2 separate regions of the Xenopus laevis genome follow, and region 2 is linked to region 1. The links are chromatin contacts, called in public Hi-C maps. All regions are on one chromosome and are shown on one strand. The core of a region is the stretch at or near the end of the contact, and the rest is flanking DNA. Distances in the headings are between cores, read along the strand shown.

Region 1 (2,700 bases), core at 173-2,672:
CATATAACCAACAGAGGGCACTGTGTGATATTGCAGTCACTGTTATTCTTCCATATAACCAACAGATGGCGCTGTGTGATATTGCAGTCACTGTTATTCTTTCATATAACCAACAGAGGGCACACTGTTATTCTTTCATATAACCAACAGAGGGTGCTGTGTGATATTGCAGTCACTGTTATTCTTTAATATAACCAACAGAGGGTGCACTGTTATTCTTTCATACAACCAACAGATGGCGCTGTGTGATATTGCAGTCACTGTTAATCTTTCATATAACCAACAGAGGGCGCACTGTTATTCTTTCATACAACCAACAGATGGCGCTGTGTGATATTGCAGTCACTGTTATTCTTTCATATAACCAACAGAGGGCGCTGTGTGATATTGCAGTCACTGTTATTCTTTAATATAACCAACAGAGGGCGCACTGTTATTCTTTCATATAACCAACAGAGGGCATTGTGGGATATTGCAGTCTCTCCCCAAGTGTACTGTTGGTATAGGAATGATTAAAAGAGACTGCAATCTCAGCTACTCGGGTCAGCAAGCCGAGGTAGACTTTTTCAGCACATTTTGGATGCTGAAAAACTCGGCTTATACTTGGGTATATACGGTAGTCTATAAAGAGGTGTTCCCCCACCATTTTTGTAAATGTAAGGTACTGTATTTTATAGTATGATATAGGGATATTTTGTACATATCCATTCCGTCTATGTTCTAGCACAAAAATTAACTGCTTCATAAAGTTTGTATCACATTGGGCAGATTTGGAAGGCCCCTTATGTTTCACGGATCTCTGAGTAGCTAATGATTATGAGGCTTTTTATGGTCGCTGCTTGTTTAGGGAGGCCTTTCCAGCTTCTCCTTTTTGGCATTTATCCATTGTTTAAAAGCCACCCAGCATGGCAACAGCCAATGGAAAACCTGCTGTACTAGATAGGGTACTGGACTAGATAGACAGCAACACCAAAAATTAGAATTTTTTAAATAATGAAACCATATTGTACTGTTTTGCTGCACTGGTAAAACTGACATGTTTGCTTCAGAAACTCTACTATAGTTTATATAAACAAGCTGCTGTGTAGCCACGGGGCAGCCATTCAAAGTGCAGATTCAGGGAGATTAGTCGCCTGAGACAAATCTCCTCTTCTTCGGGTGACCAATCTCCCCGATCTGTCTCCACTGCCTTCCCGCCGGCTAAAATGTAAATCACTGGCGGGATGGCACTCTGTGCAATTCGTTTTCCAAAGTAGGCCAAAGTTGCCTCACGAGGAAACTGTGCGACTTTGGAGAACTAATCGCGCCGAGTGTCCCCTGCTCTATAATACAACAGCCAGTGTGATTTTGTTAGTGGGAGTTCGTGCCAGAACGTAAAGTTTGCTCGGTTGAATCGCAGCCGTTCGGAAAGCAGCGTTTGCTAAGGAAGAAGAAACTTTGTTGATGTTCGCGTTACTAAGGAAGTGAGCTTGTCGTTGCTAGGTTGTGTTGGGTGACCAAGGAAGTTGGAGACAGCAGTCATTCATCATCCAGTACTGGGACAGAGTGTTTGACAGACTCCTCTCCTGGGCTGTGGGCCCCATCAGGGGGTGCAGGGGCATGGACCCTGGTGCAGCTGCACCATTTCCACCCCTGGTAGTTCTGCCACTGGCGTGGAGGCAGTTCGGGGTGATTAGTTGCCCAGAAGAAGAGTTGCCGGGCGATTAATCTCCCTCAATCTGCCTGTGTGCCCTGACCCTAAAAAGGAGAAAAAGTACAGGAAACACAGCAGATAAGCTCTGTTTACAATGGGATTCTGCAGTGATTATGATCTGTTATCTACTGTGTATCCTATGCTTGAATGGCTGCCCCCATGGCTACACAGTAGCTTGTTTATATAAACTATAGTTGTGTTTCAGAAGCAAACACCAGTTGTACTAGTGCAGGGCAACAGTACATTATATTGTCATTCCTATAAAACTTTTGGAACTTATTTAGTTCAGTAGACAGTAGGGGGAACATCAAATAAAAGTTATGTGTGCACATTTGGGAGAAGGAGACAATGGGATATAATTTAATTTTGTTTATCTGTTTATAGTTCTGTGCTGAAAGAACAAGTACAACAAAGTGAGTTACTGTGCTGAATAGTATGGCTTAATCACCAGAAAGTGTTAAGTGCTGCAAAGTTTACTTGTTTTCAGAGCAAATAATTGCAGAGACAATAATCTTATCTGCATGTTTACACTAGCTCTCTGCCTCTTACAACCAAGATGCGCCACTGCACTGTTATTCTGTTGTACATTTTATTCTGTTGTACATTTTATACCAATATTTTAACGGACGCTCCTATATCATTGTGTGTGACGGACAACTGTACAGAAATGTTTTGCAGCACAGATTTAGCAGATATTTTTTAGGTATCTCACGTCTTCCATTGTCTTCTTAAATGTATTTATGTATATATGTTTGATTTCATTAATTTATATTGTATGCATATACTTTTTAAAAATATGGATTTCTGCAGCAGGGAGATTACCTTGTAGTACTTATAGTATTGTACCTGTAATTGCATCTTATTAGGTAACTGTGTTTTCACCGTTCCTGAAATGGTGATGAATCCAAATAAAAAGTATTTTTGAAAGTATGTGCCTTCCTTTCGTTGTATAAAGGAGATCTAAAGCTTAACTAAAGAAGTAGGCTAGAAATGTTGTACATTATATT
Region 2 (2,700 bases), core at 79-2,578, 87 kb after region 1:
ATGGAGTAGAAGAACCTGAGCAGAACCCTGACCCTGACAATTAAAATATGTTGGATGAATTGGAAAACTACAAGCTACACAACTATATCAACATCCACACATATATATGAAATCAAATTCAACCAATCAAACATGTCAACTCACACATGCAATTTTAGGAGTCACCTCAATTTAGCCCCCTCTCACCTGGCCACCTGCTGTCAATAATTTGTACTTGAATTCTTACTTACTGCTCCATTGTAATACATGGAAACTTCACCTAAAATCCTCTGCAGCAGCCAAGTGGGAAGCACAACCAGGGGCATGGCCTGTGGGCCAAGATACAATCTCATCAGTTCTGATCCAGGTTAGCAGTTCTGCACCCACAGTCTGGTGTATATTCTTTCTAGAGAGGTAAAGGTTATTATAGCAGCAAAGGTAGGACCAATGTCATATTAATACCCCTGGCTTTGAAAGAGATTGGACAGGCAGGCGTCCACACACATTTGGCCATAGAGTTTATATATCAGTTCTTTATATGTGGCAAGGGCTACTAAAATTGGATAAAAGATTTGATAAAGAAAGGGGATTTTGTAGCCATAAAGAAAAATCTGCTTAATGATCCTGTGAATGGAGCAGCAGCCTCAATGTCTTTTTTGAAGTCCAGCTAATACCAAGACCAGACATAATCACATGCAATTGGGCAATAAATTTCAAAAGCAATATGGGGGACCACCCTATGTAAGGGCTCTCACACATGGACATTTTTTTCTGTGCTCCCCTGCGATGCGATTTCTTCCGTTCAGCCACAGGGGAGCACAAGAGTAGACGCACTCAATTATTGTGAAGGGGACTGTAGTCAGACATACACATGTATGTGCCGAACACAGGTGAAATGCAACATGTTGCGTCCCACCTGCATTACATACGTCTGTGTGAGTACAGCCCCCTTGACAATAATTGAGTGCGTCTAATCCTGCGCTCCCCTGTGGCTGAACGGAAGAAATCACAACGCAGGGGAGTGTCGAGAAAAACAGCCGTGTGTGAGAACCCTTAAACAGAAATGTGTAAACACTACAGGGTCACCACACTCTGCATTATTACCAGTATATGCAGTGTGCCTGGGTACCCACAAAAATATATAATTAGGCAGCGTATCTCAGAGGAGAAGTCTCATATGAGAAGAAAAACAATATATATATATAGTGCTTCTATATGTTCTAGAATTTATAATTTAAGGTTGCCAAGTCAACAAGCAAGAGTAAAGAGAAAGCATGTATGCACTATCCAGTGAAACCTGTACTGTTTGTAGGAAAAGGAAAATGGAAAACTTTCCCAAATCCCACCACTAGGCAAATGCAATGTGAAGTTTCTTAGATGAGAATGGATTCTCCTGCTAAAGGCACCCCCTGCTGTCTGTTTTTGGGATAGTAGCTGCATTATATTTGTTTAGAACTGTTTGACTTGTAGCAGCTCAAAGCTCAGCTTTCAGTGTCTCTCGGTGGTTGCATCATGGCCCCTAAACATACAGACACAGAGGGGCCGATTCATCAAGGGTCGAATATCGAGGGTTAATTAACCCTCGATATTCGACTAGGAATTGAAATCCTTCGACTTCAAATATCGAAGTCGAAGGATTTAGCGCAAATGCTACGATCGAACGATCGAAGGATTATTCCTTCGATCGAACGATTAAATCCTTCGAATCGAACGATTCGAAGGATTTTAATCCAACGATCGAAGGAATATCCTTCGATCAAAAAAACTTAGGCAAGCCTATGGGGACCTTCCCCATAGGCTAACATTGAGTTCGGTAGCTTTTATCTGCCGAACTAGGGGGTCGAAGTTTTTTTTAAAGAGACAGTACTTTGACTATCGAATGGTCGAATAGTCGAACGATTTTTAGTTCGAATCGTTCGATTCGAAGTCGTAGTCGTAGTCGAAGGTCGAAGTAGTCCATTCGATGGTCGAAGTAGCCCAAAAAACACTTCGAAATTCGAAGTTTTTTTACTTCGAATCCTTCACTCGAGCTTGATGAATCGGCCCCAGAATGTTGTGTCAGCTCCTGCTTCACAGAGCACCCAATGGGGAACATAAAAAAAATCTCCATATTGCTAGTCCATTTGCATGAAGTATTGGCAGGCCTAGATAATCACCATTGTCTTCCACTTGGGAAAGATCAAGAGGAGACAAGAGACAATTCTGGTATAAAGGAATAAGCATACAATACATAAGAGCCCTGAATGTCAAATAAATTATATAGTGAATAAAGTACCCCCTTTTGTAAAATATAAGGATATTATAAGTTACCGAGGAGTTTCATGACCATATAAAAACACGAGGCCGAAGGCTGAGTGTTTTTATACAGGTCATGGAACTCCAAGGTAACTTCTAATATCCTCATATTTTGCAACTGGGGATACTTTATTTATTATAATACACAAATTTCAGTGACAAATTAATCTGACCAATTAATGTCTTGCCATTCAATATGCTATTGGGTCTCGGTCAGATATTGATCAGGCAGGTGGAAAATCCTATTGGTTGAGGAGAGGATTGGGTTTTAGTAGCAGCCCACAACTGACGGCTATTTCCAGACCCCCTAGCAGGGCCGGATTTACATAGGGGCCGCCCCTAGGCCCTCTACCGTTCGTCGCCCCTGTCCCCTCCAGGGGTACTGGATCAATGGGGATTGGCGCATGGGAAATTAAAAAAATTATT

Evidence for each region. A called contact is a pair of places that touch in the nucleus more often than the background predicts.
Region 2: a contact with region 1 is called in a Hi-C map of the XL177 cell line, with 4 times the contacts expected there. The contact joins two enhancer-like sites. A contact is called at or near these places in 2 of 4 Hi-C or Micro-C datasets (the XL177 cell line and the XTC cell line).

The regions. Positions count from the first base shown.
Region 1 is chr3S:106,522,104-106,524,803 of Xenopus_laevis_v10.1, forward strand. It overlaps the pseudogene LOC121402043. Among protein-coding and RNA genes, the nearest start is that of grpel2.S, 20 kb to the left of the region's middle. Within about 2 kb of position 1,423, at least 1 of the 7 cell types and tissues checked has an H3K27ac peak or open chromatin away from gene starts, as enhancers often do.
Region 2 is chr3S:106,608,748-106,611,447 of Xenopus_laevis_v10.1, forward strand. No RefSeq gene overlaps it. Among protein-coding and RNA genes, the nearest start is that of LOC108713254, 61 kb to the left of the region's middle. Within about 2 kb of position 1,329, at least 1 of the 7 cell types and tissues checked has an H3K27ac peak or open chromatin away from gene starts, as enhancers often do.